Linked DNA regions of Macaca mulatta: region 2 is linked to region 1. A link is a contact called in public Hi-C data. All regions are on one chromosome and are shown on one strand. Each heading gives the region's core, a stretch centred on a gene start, on an enhancer-like site or on the middle of the called end of the contact. The rest is flanking DNA. Distances are from core to core; before and after follow the strand shown. Region 1 overlaps ZNF217 (zinc finger protein 217). Region 2 has its middle 150 kb from the start of ZNF217.

Region 1 (5,230 bases), core at 913-3,412:
CTACACCATGATGTCATAGCTCCTTTCACAATCTCAAGACTACTAAATAGATTCTCATTTCATTCTCAATCATAAAGACATAAGATGCAGCATTTTAAAATATTGTAGTTTTAATAAGATGAGAGTCAGGATATAGCAGTCATAAACTAAACAAATGAACTTTGTCCAGGCACGGTGGCTCACGCCTGTAATCCCAGTGGGTGGATCACTTGAGGTCAGGAGTTCGAAACCAGCCTGGCCAGCATGGTGAAACCCCATCTCTACTAAAAATACAGAAATTAGCTGGGTGTGGTGCCAGGCGCCTGTAATCCCAGCTACTGGGGAGACTGAGGCAGAAGTATTGCTTGAACCAGGGAGGCGGAGGCTGCAGTGAGCCGAGATTGCACCACTGCACTCCAGCCTAGGTGACAGAGCAAGACTCCATCTCAAAAGACAAAAAACTTGACTGATTGCATCAGGCTCAAATTACAATGGCACTAAAAAAATAGTAATAACCGCTGTAATCAACACGCTACATATTTATCCTTAAGCTAGTCCAAGGATCTGGAAGAGTATCTGAACACCACCACCAAAAAATCAGAGAGATAACTACATCATTTTTAACTAAAGCATGGTTAAAAATATAAAAGTTCTTTACCTGTATGCGTTCTGAGATGAATATTGAGGTAATAATTTGAACGGAAAAACTTTCCACAATAACTACACTCTCTTGAAGATGTAAGATGCTTTATTTTTCCTCCATCATCATTTTTATCTTAAAGGAAAAACAGAAACATTTATATAAAAAGGTAGCTGAAGTACGGGAATAAGGCATGCTGACTTAAATGTTCTTGACAAACATTTTTGGAAAGCATGAAAAAATTCTTTAATATAATATCGGGTTAGAAAAGGCTAGACACACACCAAATGCTGTTTTGAGGTTGTCTGAAGTTTCAGAGTGTTGTAACGTGGTTTTGTTTTTTTTTTTCTGGGTACAGCAGAGTACACTATTAAAGATTCAGTTCTTTGTTTGCCTTAATCACAAAAAAGATCATTTAATAGACCGAACTGCCCGGACAGCTTCCGGTTCTCAGTATCTCTGTGAGCAGGCAGGATCTGGCAAACTGAAGGTGGACACACATACTGGGGGGAAAAATGATCTTCTTCAGAATCATTTAGAAAAATGAGCCAATTACAAACCACCAACCACCATGGGAAAAATAAGCCGTTTAAGGGTAAGATTAAACAAGTGACCACTAGAGGGCAGCAAGCACAACTTAATCTTCAACAGAAAAGAAAGTTTGGCATCGGGCAAGCACCTAGGAAAGTTTGTCAAAATTTAGCAAAGTTTTGGAAAGCAGGCTGTATTGTCCACAAACACTCATGTGGGCGAAACAGATCTGACGAATGAAAACCTGTGCCTAAATGACACAGTGTTTGGCTTCAGTCTCTGCAGGACAATAGGACAATGTGTCTCACGTGCATCAGTGAAGTCCACTCGAAGGAGGACAGAACTTCAGACACACACCGGCCCTCCAAAAGACTGAGAGGTGCCGCCGTTAAAATACCACCCCCAACACACATGAATGTTTAACTTTTAAATAAATGTCCCCTTACTGTAGATCATATGACTATCCACCTGTAAGACAGACACACCCTTGATCTATAGTCTAAAGAAAGACTTAAAAAAATTTACCTGATCTTCTTAAATCTTAAAAAAAGCCAGGTTGATAGTACAATATGATAAATCTAGACTACTAAGATAATATAAGTTTAGGAAAATCAATTCCCCAAAAACAGAATGGCCAGCTTTTTTTTCTTACAAGCATACCCAAACTAGCTGGGTTTATAACTGGGTGTTCTTGCAATTTCCGACTCCCAACTATGTGTCAGGATTTATGGTATGTTGCGTCATATCCAAAAAGCTATGAAATGCCTTTTCTTTAGAACAAAGGACGTGACATTTCCACATCTACCTGATTCCTGCTCTTTCAAGCATCACCTCTGACTTTACAGTTATATTTTTTAAAGGACTGTGATCTTTTTACAAATAGGCTGTTCAAATTGTCCTTGGGAGGTGGAAGACAAGGGTCAATGAACCATTTTGCAAACAGGGAAACAGTGGCAAAGAAAGGTTAAGCAACTCATAATTAGTCACAAAACAATGCAGTGGTAGAACGAGAACTCAGTGCCAAGCTGTGGTGCTTCCACCCACAGCCAGGCATTCGGTCCTGCCTGATGATCTAGCCCATGTTTTCCACACCACCCACCAGTAACCGGTCTTTTCATTTCTTTCAGGGCACTGGGGCATCTCACAAGGCCCCTTCAACAGTACCGGCACTAGCAGAAACCACTTCGCTAACTGGAGTCTGTGTTTAAAGCCTCTTTTTATGATGCCAGTAAGACATCAGATTTGTAGTATGCTAAGTGCTAGGTTTCCTGTGTCCCAGGAAACTCAAAAACATTCTAAAGATGTGATACACAGACTACAGTTCTCATGTCAATCACATGATCAAAAAAGGAACTGGCACTGCCTGAAGAGCAGGTGAAGGACGAGTCTGATCAACTGTGTGGGCAAATTCACCGTGGGTCTCATATACACAGTTCTCCAAAGAATTCACACACACAGCCAAGTTACACTGAGAGGAGGAGGAACTTGTTTGAACCGAGGACCACTTTAATAAAGGCTTCCCCAAGACCAATTCATGTTCTCATCATTCACTTGTCAATTATGGCCTGCCCATCAGGGGTCTTTTCCAACTGTTTGAAGCAGCAGGATCCTCTATTCAAACAAAATATTAAACTCTGATAGGAGAAGCTCTGGCTACAATGAGGATGGGCACAACTCCAAACACAGGTGGAATCCTCTGCCCTAGATAACGCCCACCAAGGTTCAGGAATATTATGTGAGCATGCCTTCAGTGATCGCCTTCTGTTTCTATAAATGCTGTTAGTACACTGAAAATTTTGCTGAGCAAATGAGCTTTCTTAAAAATGTCTTGGTGTGCCCACATTCCTTGTATTTTATGACAAATCATTTGGGTTCTTGAAGTACCTATTAATGGATACCAGCTTGCCAGACAGAATGGATAGGGTTTCGGACAGCACCAAATGGCTGCCCAAGTAATATTCCTGGCTCTAGTTGATCATCACTCCCAGTACCTCTTATGACCACTGGAAATTCACTACAGATAAGATCAGGAACACCAGAAAACCTTACGTGAAGGCTAGGGTCTCTCAATGATGAAACTATTGATACTTGGGACCAGATAATTCTTTGATGATGGGGCTGTCCTGTGCATTGTACCATACTGAGCAGTGTCCCTGGCCTCTGCCCACTGGATGCCAGTAGGCACACAAGCACACGTGCATGCACACACCCCCACACACAGTATAACAACCAAAATGCCTCCAGACATTGCCAGATACTGACTGGGAGCAAATCATCCCAGTTAAGAAGCAGTGCATTTGGACTGGATGCACAAGTTATTTAAAAAAAAAAAAAAAAAAACACCATGTTTTGTGAGCAAAACGTTCAACGTTTAAAAAAAAAAACACACAAGATTTTCAGAACAAGGAGACCTTTTAACTCAACCCTGTTATTACAGAAATGAGAAAATTAAGGCCCCGAGAAGTTAAATGGCTTACACAGAGTGATACCAAAAAGAGCCTGGATTTGACTCTGGCTCTCCAAATTCCATTCCTGGCCAGCGTTGTCTAGAGATGGGAAGAGAGGGGGAGACAGACAGACAGACAGACACAGGCGGAACAGCACGGGAGGGAGACAGGGCAGCTTACCCAGATGGATTCCTTCGGGAAGCCCATCCTCAGATCCGTCTTCAGAACCACCTTCCCCTCGATCCACGGCTCCATTTTCATCCAGAGGGGTGGCGAGGTCAGGAGAGCATGTCCCCGGCTGCCTCCCGTCCACAGACATGGTGGGCGACTCCGCGCCAGCCCTCCGGTCCTTCTTGTGGACCCTCGAGTGCAAGACCAGCTGGTGGTAGGTTCTGAAAGCTTTGCCGCACTCGGAGCAGTGCGTGGGCTTCTCCTTGCTGCTGGTGGGTAACTTGGGATCCGCGTCCACGGAGGGCGCGTCACCGTTGGAGTGTCTGCACTTCTCTTTCTCTTGCGAGAGGCCTGTACAACTGCCCTTATTTTCTCCAAGCTCCTTCTCGGAACTCGAATCATCATTGTCGGTGCTCCCTTCTTGTCCCGATTCCTTCACTTCTTCTTGGCAAATGGCAACTTTTCCTTTGGTAGCCAGCTGCCAAGCCTGGAAGGTGGTGAACGGATCGAGCTGAGGTATGCATTTGACAAGCTTCTTCCCCGTGTCAGTGTGAGATTTTGGTCTCAAGTTGAACCACCGCAGGAAGTCTTCCCTGGAGGACGGCATTCCTTCTTGTGGAGAGTCTGTCTGCGTGCTGCTGGTACCGGGAGCAGTTTTTTTGGTGTGCACCTTGCTGTGCTCTATTAGATTTTCTTTATTTGTAAATAGGAAGCCACAAACCATGCAGATTTTGTAAGGAGAGGGGATGCTCTCAGCCGCGTGCACCTGGACGACCTCGTTGATCGTCGCGGGACAATCCAAGCCTTGCTGCAGTTTGCTCCTGGCCCCTGATTTGCCATTATGTGTCCGCATGTGATTTTTAAGAAACCAAGGCTCCTTGAATCTTCTTCCGCACATGTTACACCCGTAAGTGAAAGAATCTTTGTGTGTCCTCATGTGGATCTCAACATCAAAAGCCACTCTAAATGTCTGCCCGCATACCTCACAGCTAAATTCTTCATTTTCCTTGCAATTCTTTTCCTTGGGAGGTTCTGTTCGTACTTGACTTTTATCAAGCGGACTAAGATACTCTGCTTCAACCCGCAGAACTGCTGGTTCACAAAGGGTAGGCCGGTGTTGCATTAAGACGTGTTTATTAAGGTCTTCCGAATGTGTGAAGGTCTGGCTGCAGAACATGCAATCCAAGGGCATATACCCCTCTATTTGGATGACATTTTTCTCTTGCGTAGCTCGGAATGGAACAACAGCGGTCCCTTTCATTGACATGGCATCCTCCATCTCCATCTGACTGCCAAGAGAGCTGCCAATCACTTCTGGCCCATCCATGTACATCAAGAGGGATTGAGTTGGCATGTTTCCTGTCACTTTCGATTGCATATAATCTCAAAGTTCCCTTGGGGAATTTCTGGAGTTGGAATAAGGCCACTTGTAAGACTTGTCACTCACCCCTCTAACAGCCCT
Region 2 (5,230 bases), core at 1,890-4,389, 180 kb after region 1:
ATCAAATCAGGATAATTAGCATAGCCATCACCTCTAACATTCATCATTTCCTTGTGTTGTGAACATTCAAAATCCACTCTTGTAGCTATTTGAAAATATAAAACAAATTGTTGTTAATGATAGTCATCCTATGTAGACTATATCGCCTAGCACTCACTCCGTTCTTATAGGTGCTCTGGTCACACCCTGCAGGAAGGGTGTATATTCAAAGCAGGCATAACAACATTCCAAAAGCTGGGCCCTGTGCTCTCTGGCCTGCATGAGGCAATCAGAAATTCTCTTAAACCAGTGACTGGAACAGAATCAGTTAGTGAATAAGGCAGGGAAGGGTATAGGTGAAGGGTAAATGGTTGCATCGTGTATCACATTCTAGTCAATCCACATGTCCTGAGTACCCTTAATTCCACCAATGGAAATCCATTTATAATATCGCCATGTAAATTAACTAGTCACTAGTTTCACTAATAGAAACCCTATTCCTGAACTGCAGGAAGCACTCGCAATACCTGTGGCTGGAGTGTGGACCTTTCTAACATTGTGCTTGCGAACCATCCTGAATGACGTGTTCTTCATTGTTGATTAGCTGACCACTCCTATTATACAGCTGAGCTTAGATTCACTGTGTGGACAGTTTATCACACTGATGAATTACACGGAAGTATGTTCAAGTGCAGTACAGACCTGGTAACCAACTATGTCTACTACACGGCTTCTGGCAGGAATAGGGATGACATGGTTAAAATCCTGGCAGAGAGTAGGCACTCATTAAAAAAAAAAAAGAGAGAGCAATAAAGAGTGCTATTACTGCTCTTCAGAGAACTTGTCAGAAATAAAGGAATACCAGTCTGCGTGCGTGTGTGTGTGTGTGTGTGTGTGTGTGTGTGTGTGTGCTCTCAGCCATATGGCTTCCTGTGCTTTCTGTGCTTTTCTGATTTTACAAGGTAGAGGTACAGATAAGAGAAAGGAGGCACTGATTGGATAAGAGCTGGGTTCAAATCTAGTTTGTTGCTCACTAGCTGTGTAAGTTTGTCAGTTGCTAGGTAAGTTGTTAAAACTTTACAAGCAGTCGTGTAGCACCGCTCAAAGTAGAAAATAGTGCTGTTGGTTTTTCCCCCTGCAGTTGTCAAGAAGGGGCGTCATATGCAACATGGGGATAATGTTGGTGATGATTAAGCAAGAAGGCATGTGAGACACAGCCTACTGTCTGCACACAGCAAGCTCTTGGTAAATGTTGTCTGCCATTATCCTCATCCTGATTTCGCAGACGAGATCAAGGCTTACAGAGCTTAAGTGATGCTCTCAAAGACAGAGGCAGAGCCTGGGAAAATAACAGCTATACAATAGTGCCACCCACACCAAAACAATATATTCCAGGGGTATGGGTGAATCTTTTTTCTAAGGCTTTTCTAGAATGTTAAGGACACCTGTCAGTTTGAGTCTTACATTTAAATGACAATGTTGAAAAAGTATTTAAACAGGGTCTTTGGCCAGTGTCAGCGGCATTAGATTAAAAAAAAAAAAGCAAAAACAAAAACAGAAAACAGTTATCCAAGTTCTTGCTTTTCTGTGTCCAGTAGAAAGTTCTGAGATTAGGGGTCCCCATCAACTGTAGGGGGCGCTTATCCTTGGTCTGCCATCTGAACTTGCTTGTTAAACTTGGGGAGTCCCCCCCCTATTATTCTTGGTAGGAAGCAGAGCTGGCTTTTCACCACAGAAACTGAAAATGTCAAAAATTGATTTCCAGTCCTCCTGAGGGATTTAGGGTCACCCAAACCTGTATGATGTCATCTTACTCAATTACATCTGCAAAAATCCTATCTCCAAGAAGGTCCCACTCTGAGGTTCTGGGCAGACATGAATTTTGGGGGTGTCAGGGAGACTCTGTTGAGCTCTCTATGTCTACTAATAATCTTTATTTATTTTTATTTTTTTTGAGACAGAGTCTTGCTTTGTCACCCAGGCTGGAGTACAGTGGTGTGATCTCAGCTCACTATAGCCTCCACCTCCAGGGTTCAAGCAACTCTCCTGTCTCAGCCTCTCAAGTAGCTGGGATTTTAGGCACCTGTCACCACACCCAGCTAATTTTTATATTTTTAGTAGAGATGGGGTTTCGCCATGTTTAATGTGAGAAATATTACATGCCTGTAATCCCAGCTCGGCCTATATTTCTCACATTTAATGTGACCTTTGTATGTTTCTTTTCTTTTTTTTGGGGGGGGATGAAGTCTTGCTCTTGTCACCCAGGTTCGAGTACAATGGCACAATCTCGGTTCACTGCAACCTCTGCCTCCCGGATTCAAGCGATTCTCCTGCCTCAGCCTCCTGAGTAGCTGGGATTATAGGCACCCGCCACCATGCCTGGCTAAGTTTTGTATTTTTAATAGAGATGGGGCTTCACCATGTTGGCCAGGCTGGTCTCGAACTCCTGACCTTGTGATCTGCCCGCCTTGGCCTCCCAAAGTGCTGGGATTACAGGCGTGAGCCACTGCGCCCAGCCAGACCTTTGTATGTTTCTTTGTGGACATATTGATGTATCAGATGGCACAGGGAGTGCTGCCCCAACCCCGCTGGTGGTGCAGTGTAATATCAGATATAGGCACCACATCACATTTCTAAAATATAAAAAGTGTAGAATTCCAAAGTGTATTGGGCTATAAGGGTTTGGATGAGAGATTTGGATGTATATTTTACGTCATTTTAAAGCTGAGGAATAGAGAGACTAAATATCAGTGCCGGTGAGCGGCAGTGCCTGGACTGGAATCCAGGGATTGGATCCCTGAGTTGAGTCTCTAACCACTAGACTCTCTTAAGAGAGGTAGACTGATGCTTATTAACTGCATGAACGAAGGAGTAAAGGAGGCTGACTGGGCCTTGTTCCAACTCCTGGGCTGTTTTGCCTGCTGCTAGGGAAATTCCTGTCTTTCTCTGGCAGAACATCTTTCTAAGCCCCGTGCTGCAGCTGCAAGTGTGCATGCAAAACATGCATGGACCCACACCACACACACAGACTCACACCTCGGAGAGGAGCTGCATGCTGTTATATTTCCTGGAGCTTTGTGGCTGCCTGTTGTTTCAGCGATCTCATCTTTATGAATGAGGCAAGAGAACCCACTAGTAACCAGGCGAGGGAGTGAAAACAGATGCTTTTCCAGCTAGGCAGGGCTGTGCTGAGCAGTTTGTCATTGTGGTTAAACCTCTGTCTCCATCAAGACACACTCCGTGTAAAAAATGATTACCGTTCTCTCTCTCTGACTTTAGGAACTGCTCCGGTCCTGAAAACTCACAGTCACAGCTAACAGGAAAAGGATAATTTGTCTGTTGGGTACTTAGACCAGAATAGGGTAATGGGGTACAGTGATGCTATTTCTGAAAGCGTGAAGGCCTAATTTCCTCCAGTCAAGAGGGGAAGTGAGCCTGCTTTGCGTGCTTGAAAGCTTCCTTGAGAGGAGGTGAGGTTGCCTCTAGAAGGCAGTGGAAAATCAACGTGGTTTTAAGTGTGCAAAAGTCTTCAAAAAAGCCTCAGGAATGAGATAGGCTATATGTTTGGCCAAGGACAGACCGTCAAGCAATATTGTTGATTGAAACACAGTTGTAGAAAGGTGAATAGTGTATGATTTCCTCCATGTTTTAAAAAAGGACATATATCTGTACGTGTGTGTGTGCAGATGTGTAAAAATATTTAAAAAGGACAAGAAGAATACTCTCTTACCATTAACACAGGAAGTAAATCAAAAACGGGGTGGGGGTGGGGAAAGCCGTGTCAGACAGAGAGAAGGGTGAGTTTGTGAGTTTCTATTTTCAGTCATATATACTACAGTGTTTTTCCTTCACTTCTGTAATCTAAAATAAAAATAAATAAAGTCAACTGGCAAAAGCAAACACCCAGGCAACAACTACATAATAAACAGAAAGCACTTTAATTTCTAAGAATCAGGAGGCTTCAGAACACGAAAGAGCTTCCTGGTTCAAGGCATTCCTTGTGAAATCATGTTTGGAAGCTGATCTGGGATTCTAACCCCGCCCGGAACAAGGTAGATTCTGTAAAGTAGTTATTGAAATTTCCCTGTTGAACAACAAATAAATGTTTGATTCTTTCTCTCGACCTCCGTTTAAAGTTATTAACTCTTCTTTTATGCTTACTGTTGTGGTGGTTTGTGTATATATGTGTGTGTGTGTGTGTGTGTGTTTAAAGCATAGGAAATGTCCAAATGACTAATGTTGTTTACATTCTATTCTTTAAAATACACATCATACTAGATGAAGGCATAAAACAATATCTTTAAATATTAAAGAAAAAAAATCCTGTTTAAAAACCAGCCTCGGCCGGGCGCGGTGGCTCACGCCTGTAATCCCAGCACTTTGGGAGGCCGAGACGGGCGGATCACGAGGTCAGGAGATCGAGACCATCCTGGCTAACACGGTGAAACCCCGTCTCTACTAAAAAAATACAAAAAAACTAGCCGGGCGAGGTGGCGGGCGCCTATAGTCCCAGCTACTCGGGAGGCTGAGGCAGGAGAATGGCGTGAACCCGGGAGGCGGAGCTTGCAGTGAGCTGAGATCCGGCCACTGCACTCCAGCCTGGGCGACAGAGCGAGACTCCGTCTCAGAAAAAAAATAAATAAATAAAAATAAATAAAAATAAAAAAAAAAACCAGCCTCTTCCAGAGCCTAAGAGAGATGCACTAGGCCCTTGAGGATGCTTGAGACTGTGTACAAAAAAATTGGGGTCTTTGGTTAATCTATTGTAAACCAATCAGGTTGCATTCTGGCTTTTAAGTGAAGTTTCACTACCTTGCTTGTTACTTTCGTTTAACTTATTCCTTATAAATCGGGTTAAGTAGAAAATAGGAAGAGAAAGAAGAGCTCAAGGAAGGTGGTGATGGCAGGTAAAGCTGGGAACAGGCGCCCCCCTTCTGCCTCATCTCCACTTGCAGAGACACCAGTAATTCAACAAATGGTGGCTGCCGGCAACGCCTCGGGTTGAGAAGCTTTCCTGGTTATGAACCTGAAACAGGCTTTTCTTACAGGCTTCTCTTAGGAAAACAATGTACTTAATTACTGGAATCTCAATCACATGCACTGAAAGAATAAATGACCAGCACGGGCAGATTTTGATTAAGACTTGTCAAGGGGTAAATGATTTTCTTAAGTTTGGGATTTTTAACTTTATAGGATACTCTTCTTGTTGGCAAAAGTTCATCAGTGTCCCTGGGGCTTTCAGGCTACAGAA

Evidence for each region. A called contact is a pair of places that touch in the nucleus more often than the background predicts.
Region 2: a Hi-C map of CD4 T cells shows a contact between it and region 1, with 2.8 times the contacts expected there. The contact joins two enhancer-like sites. A contact is called at or near these places in 2 of 14 Hi-C or Micro-C datasets (CD4 T cells and fetal cortex germinal zone).

What each region holds. Positions count from the first base shown.
Region 1 is chr10:106,411,164-106,416,393 of T2T-MMU8v2.0, forward strand. It overlaps ZNF217 (zinc finger protein 217), which reads right to left. Exons shown (of 7, transcript XM_077952005.1): 3 at 3,778-5,230; 4 at 638-754. The coding sequence starts at 5,146. Among named protein-coding and RNA genes, the nearest start is that of ZNF217, 28 kb to the right of the region's middle. Within about 2 kb of position 2,163, at least 7 of the 40 cell types and tissues checked have an H3K27ac peak or open chromatin away from gene starts, as enhancers often do. A contact at or near this core is called in CD4 T cells, where this site is marked.
Region 2 is chr10:106,590,037-106,595,266 of T2T-MMU8v2.0, forward strand. No RefSeq gene overlaps it. Among named protein-coding and RNA genes, the nearest start is that of ZNF217, 150 kb to the left of the region's middle. Within about 2 kb of position 3,140, at least 30 of the 40 cell types and tissues checked have an H3K27ac peak or open chromatin away from gene starts, as enhancers often do. A contact at or near this core is called in CD4 T cells, where this site is marked.